Regions from separate parts of the Mus musculus genome. Here region 1 is linked to region 2. A link is a contact called in public HiChIP or PLAC-seq data. All regions are on one chromosome and are shown on one strand. Each heading gives the region's core, a stretch centred on a gene start, on an enhancer-like site or on the middle of the called end of the contact. The rest is flanking DNA. Distances are from core to core; before and after follow the strand shown.

Region 1 (3,129 bases), core at 276-2,775, 120 kb before region 2:
GATTGCACTTGATTCTTGGCCTGGCCTACTTTTATTGAGGATTTCCTGAGTGTTGACTTCCCTTGTATCAAATACCACTTGAAGCATTTTCACTTATTAGCTCGTGCAATGCTTAAGACAGCTATCAGGTAAGTACCACCATCACTCCTGGTTACCAAGGAGAACACTGTGGCCCAGAGGGCTCAGATAACTTACTCAAGGCCACAGGGTTCATGGGTTGTAAAATGGAGCTTGTACCAGCCAGTCCCGTGACTTGGATCATTATAATAACAGCGACATTAACATAAAAAAAAACAATTCCGGAGAACACAGCACGTGTCAAGTACTAATATGGGCAAGGTGCAGGTGAGGTATTTGCAACTGAATCTCCTTAAGGGCCGGAAGCAGCAGGGTTGCTGCACAGAAGTGACTTACAGAAGGTTTGGCCTCTCCAGATGTCAGGGAGAGTGACCTGAAGGAAAATACAAACATCAGTGTTCTGTGCAGAGTTCCCTACATTCTTTTGATCAGTGTTGAAAGAATGACTTACTAAACTGAGTTAATTGGGACTACAGCATTTGACAGGATCCTTTTGGTCAAGCTCGACACGGGTTCCGTTGACTCTTGCAAACGGTTCAATTAGGTGCTTTAAGATCGTTTACAAGTTGCCCATTTGATCCCCTACCAGACACCGGAAGACGTCAGAATAAGTGCTCCTGGCTACGGAGTTAGGCAGAGATGCTAGGGACACATTTATCAAGCCCACCTCAGTCTTTGGTGCCCTTTTTAAAAACTTCTCAAGGGGGTTTTCTGTGGCTATGGCAACCCTGGCTGGAAAACCATCAGCATTCCAGCCATATGCAGCCAACGATCTGTACAGACAGATGGGCAAGTGATTAGGAACCCTGATGCCCTTTGCGTTCGCTCAGCCTCAGCAGATCAATCTAGCGCCCTGCAACTTTCTGGAACTCAGCATCCCACCGCAGGATACTCTTCCCAGACTCTCCCTAATCTTGTAGCTGGCTCCCTGCAGCCGTGACTCGGGCGTTGCAGTCCTGACATCATCGAAGAGGCCTCTTCTCCAGAGGCTGCAGCAGCGACAGCAGTAACAGCTTTCCCGCCTCACTGGTCGCTCACCAGGTGCGGGGCGCAGCGCTCAACGTGCCGACCTTGCAGGTCCCTCGAGGGGCGGGGCCGGAGGTGCAGCGCGGCTTCCCTGCACGCTAGCTGCCATTGTGGGCGGCTGGGCGCTCACTCGCCCTCTCCACTCAGAGACCCTCGCCGCACGAGGCGCTCTGAACGTCCGGGAGACGCACACCGGGCTCGCCTACCCTCCCGCCAGCTCCTCCTTGCAGCAGGCGCTCTGCACGCCTCTCAGCCAGCGCGCGCTCCCAGCCCCGCCCTCGGGCGGCTCACGCACGAGCCGCGGGCGCGCGCCTCCCCCGCGCTCCCGCGCCAGACGGTCGCGAGCGCGCGTGCGCTCCTCGCAACATCCCCGGGAGCACCGCCAGAGCGAGCGCGGGGCCGGGCGCACAGGAGTAAAAAGGAGGCGGCGGCCGCGTCTGCGAGCAACAGATCCGGGCGACGCGAGCTGACCTCGTCTGCTGCTGCCCTTTTTCGTTCTCTCTTTCTTTATTTTGGAGTTTCAGAAAAAAATTATATTTGGAAGACATTTTTTTTTTTTTCGTAAATGGCGCTGGCCCCGGGTCAGCGGGCGGTTTTCTCTGCACCAAGATGGGCTTCGCCTTTTCCGTCGTGGGCACTCTTGGTGGCTTGATTGTCAGTCTTCTCCGGGCATTTTTGAGACCAGGAGCCGAGCACTGCACATAGGTGACTCGCCCTCCGGAGCGGCTGGGCGTCTTGGATTGGGACTTGGGGGGGCAGAGTGCAGTAAATTGCGAGCACCGCGTGCTCTCTGCAAAACCGGCGGCGAGCCGGAGGTAGGTCGCTCCCAGGGTGAAACCGCTCCCGGGCTGAGCGAGCCCGGCCCCGTGCGCAGTGCAGCCGCCCCGAGAGCGTGTCCTGTCCCCGCCGCGCCGGGAAAATGGAGGCTGTGATCGAGAAGGAATGCAGCGCGCTTGGAGGCCTCTTCCAGACCATCATCAGCGACATGAAGGTAGGACGCTGGGGGCGCGGCTGCTCTGACCTCGCCGCGGGGCTTCCCCTCCACCGCGGCCGGCCTGGCCCTCGCCGGCGCTGCCGGCCACCTGCGGGAGCTCTGGCGACCCGGGTGTCACCTTCTTACCCGCCGCACTGCTCCGGCTGTGCTGGGTCACTGGGCAGGCGACTTCCCGGGGGCTAGTGGGGGAGAGTCTGATGCCACTTACCAACCCCTGCATTCATAATCCCAGGGGGCGACACCATCTTGTTCCTTTGGGGGTTTAGGGCCCTAGTTCCAAGTTTTCCATTGTCTGTCCCTGGACTGAGTGTCTGCGACCCGTGGAGGATGGACGCCCTGGAGGACACCTGACTCCCTGGGTTTGGGGTGGAGTGCTTGGCGCGGTGGTGGAGCGGTAGTGGGGGCCCCTGCTTGGCTGCAGGAAAGAGTCTTCCGGCCTGGGAGATTGGGTGGCAGGGTTGTTACAAGCTTGGCTTTCAGGTCTACCTGGAGTAGGGGAATCTGAGCAAATTAGTTATTAATTAGTCTGTTCCAGAGCTGCTGATGGTGTTCCTTGCATTCCCCATACCCTCCCCCGGGGCTTGGCGCAGAAGTTCCCAGGGACCCCGAGCCTGAGAGGCTCACAACAGGAAGGCAAGGTTGAGGTTTCCAAAACTACTATACCCAGCTCTCTCAAACACACATCCACACCCCACTCTTCTCTGGGAAGGATTGTGTGTGCGTGTGAGTGCGCGCGAGTGTGTTGGGGGCGGGGAACAACCCTAGCCTTTTCCTGCAAAGGGTGGGACTGGAGATAACCTGATCCTCGATTGTGGGTTTTCTGGTGCTCAGAGGTACACCGTGACTTAGGTTACCCACCCTAATAAGATAGAAGCAGTTCCAGGAGCTGCCTGGAAGTGGGAATTGGGGGCGGTAGTGGGGGGCATTTTTTTCCAGTGTATTTAGGGAGCTTCTCTTTGGCTCGAGGCCAGCCCCAGTCTGCCTCAACAGATCCGGGGAGGTGGTGTTTAATTAAGCGCTCGGCTTCCAAA
Region 2 (3,049 bases), core at 56-2,555:
GTTCTCTGTCTAACTACACGGGAACGCAGTGGGTGAGGTGGGCAGGTTGTTTGGGTGCCTGGTTCCCTCCGTGCTGAGTGAAGGGAGAGGACTCTCTGGAGGGACAGGTAGTGGAAGACTGGGTGAGCGGCTCACCCTGAGAATATTGGAACTTTCTCAGGAAGTGGGTGACTGCTGGGGGCCGCCACTTACATTCTTAGATGCTCTGTGTTATACATACAGTATGTTACGTACTTTCTTGAGCTAGCAAAGGTTATTTATGTCTAAAACTGTGTATTCTGAGCTTATTAAGTATTTTCAAGGGTGGGTTTTGACTCTATATGATCTTCCTATTATGCACTAATTACAAATGGCTCTTTCTTAACTAGAACACGGCCACTCTTCTCTCGGACTTTTGTTAAGTCTGTAGAGTTTTATGAAGTTCTGATAAGATTTTCCATTCAGGTTTGACATTCTCATCTGCGTTTGAGAGAAAGTACAGGGTATATCATATAGCCAAGGTAGGCCTCCCTGGCCTGGCCAGTCCTTGCACCCAACGATGGGTTACATTTACTGTCTTACATGTGGTTTGTAAGGGGACAGCTATGGCGATTGATCTAGCAGTTTCCTGAATGGCAACTGAATTCGTCATTCACTGAGACAGTGGACAGAGAAGATAGGTCAAGGGCTCAGGGAGTCAGGCTGTTTGGGCCTTAGCCCTGATCTCTACCTTGGATGAATCCTTCAACTTCTTAAGGTTTGACCTCTTCAACCCGAACAGTTAGGAAGACCCTAACACGCCTTCCAGTTCTGTGTTTAAAGTTACGAAGCAAGTACTTACATAGCACGTGCTGTGTACACATGCAGATACTGTGAGGGATCTCAGGGAAAGGCTAAAACCTCGCCCTGAAGGAGCTTAGAAATTCTTTCTCTGGCTTGAATGTAGGTAAAGCCTCTTTGCCAAAGGTCCAGGGTAGAAGCTTAAGAGCTAGTATCCTGTGTGTGACCCTGCTGTCCCCAGCAACAGGTCAGATCTAGACTAGTGCAGCAGGACTAATTCTGCAAAAGGCCAAATATTCTTGGTCCCTGGACATATATGTAAATGAGTGTGTGTGACCGTGTTCTAATAAAACTTTATTTACACAGACAGCTATCCCTGTTCTAGAGTTGCTTAACTGATTACTGGAAACAGTAAAACGTTGTTCGGATAACTAGAGTCTGGTGGTGTGGCCAGATAAGTAAATAATACGGCTCCGCTCAGTGTAGGTTTGTTCTTCATTTTGTCACCAACAAAGACCTAACTATAGACATCTGGTTACCAGGTTCCTTCTGCAGGAAGGGCATTGGAGCCCTCCATTAGGGACTTAGTGCCAACCATTCCCAGGTCCGAGGACTAGGAGCTGAATAACTACCTTTGTCTTCAGGGACTGGAACTTGTGCCTAAACAAAGGCTCTTTGACTGAGGTGGACCTGACAAAGCCAGCTTGTATGCATTTTTGGAAGCGTCCCTAGACACCTTGCTCCCCATCCCCAGACGAAACAAAGAAAGGAATGCTGTCACTGTGTGACCCGAGGTTTGCTGGCACAGGGGTCTGCAGGCTCGCACAAGGCCTGCAAGCTAGGAAGCCATCGCAGGAGATGCTCCTCGCTGGCAAATCAGCCAGATAAGTAAATACTCCCTTCAGAGGTTAGGAACAGGAAATAGATGCTCCTAGGAAAAGCAGCTGCTTCCAGTCTTTTGGGAGCGATGAGTAATGTTTTTAAGTCCTGGCAAAGGGTGCTTTGCCTCCAGCGAGGACTTCAGAGAAGGGAATTTGTTCTCGGAGCTGGCATTTCAGCGAGCTGACCATTCCGCCTTGTTCTGTTCACAGGGAGGGGCGACATCCAGCCTCAGTTGGACAGCGCTCTCCAGGATGTCAACGATAAATACCTCCTGTTGGAGGAAACGGAGAAGCAGGCTGTGCGCAAGGCACTCATCGAAGAACGAGGCCGGTTCTGCACCTTCATCTCTATGCTGCGGCCAGTGATCGTAAGTCGATGGAAACCTCTGGAAGGCTTGAACTAGGTAGTGTGGGGAGGGCTTTCCTTCTTGATTTATACATCCACCAGCCTACTGACAGCCACCTACTGCTATCTTGAATCTCGATGGCGGAAGCATGTCCACACATTAGATTCTCAGCGAGGAGCTGATGTCCACGTGGCCAACTCCTTATCCGCAGTTCATAGCAATGCTCATCCTATTTGGGCTTGCCTATTTATTTATTTATTTATTTATTTATTTATAACTGAGTTATGGTGTACCCTATCTGGGCATGGTGGCCCAAGCCTGTAATCCCAGCACCATGGAGGCTGATACAAGAGGGTCGCTGTGAATTTTAGGCAAGTCGCGGCTGCACAGTAAATTCTAGACCACCTAGAGCTACAGAGTGAGGCTTGTTTTTTTCCCCTACCTCAGAAAACAAACAAACGAAAGAATCCTAAGGTAAGAGTTCCAGGGCGACGCCAGCACCTGTCAACTAGATAGGAACATTCTGAGGCCCACCGTATCTCAGACTCCAAGCCTGGGACCCCGCACATCTGTGTCTTAAGCCCTCGGAAGCATCTCGGGATCCGCTCCCACATAGTTTTCCAGTAAACCCCGAGCAGAGTTTGCAGCAGCCACTCTCGACGCTGCAGGAAGGCTCCTGGGGCAGCTCTCTCCACCCTAGCGGAATTCTCAGATTGGAGTTGTTCCTCTGTCTGTACCTGTGCCCTCTGGTTCCCACTGGCACTTGGGAAGGCGACTGAAATGTTCGCAGTCTTGGCTTCCATCCCGCTTGCCAGCTCTTAAGGTGGGGCTGGGGGCAAGAAAGGGGGACAGTTAGCTCTATCGAGCACACGTGTTCTGTCATAAAGATCTGGACTCAAATATCCCCAAGTCATGTCGGTCCTCCAGGGCTACCTCAGCCCGTGGAAGGATGCCTGGGAAGACCCCAGGTGGACCATCGCACTGAATAAGCCTGCAAGTGCCAGGCACTGTTAGGGTGCTCTGTGTCCCTCCACCGTCCCCAACACACAGGTCGCTCCATGA

The links. HiChIP or PLAC-seq counts read pairs in DNA pulled down with a chosen protein or histone mark.
Region 1: an H3K4me3 HiChIP or PLAC-seq map of stem cell-derived neural progenitor cells shows a contact between it and region 2, with 50 read pairs. The contact joins the promoter of Mtss1 here to the enhancer-like site in region 2. A contact is called at or near these places in 12 of 39 promoter capture datasets (the C10 cell line, the HPC-7 cell line, HPC-7-derived erythroid cells and 7 more), 1 of 15 datasets of contacts at CTCF or cohesin (large pre-B cells), 11 of 484 Hi-C or Micro-C datasets (CD4 T cells, the G1E-ER4 cell line, bone marrow-derived macrophages and 6 more), 23 of 115 datasets of contacts at active chromatin or transcription factors (the 230-238 cell line, the SCID.adh cell line, bone marrow-derived macrophages and 14 more) and 4 of 9 other capture datasets (adipose tissue, liver, macrophages and 1 more).

Annotation. Positions count from the first base shown.
Region 1 is chr15:59,080,422-59,083,550 of GRCm38.p6, reverse strand. It overlaps Mtss1 (MTSS I-BAR domain containing 1), which reads left to right and starts at 1,525. Exons shown (of 15, transcript NM_144800.2): 1 at 1,525-2,095. The coding sequence starts at 2,024.
Region 2 is chr15:58,955,392-58,958,440 of GRCm38.p6, reverse strand. It overlaps Mtss1 (MTSS I-BAR domain containing 1), which reads left to right. Exons shown (of 15, transcript NM_144800.2): 8 at 1,851-2,008. Among named protein-coding and RNA genes, the nearest start is that of Ndufb9, 23 kb to the right of the region's middle. Within about 2 kb of position 1,305, at least 20 of the 459 cell types and tissues checked have an H3K27ac peak or open chromatin away from gene starts, as enhancers often do. A contact at or near this core is called in neural progenitor cells, neural stem cells and stem cell-derived neural progenitor cells, where this site is marked.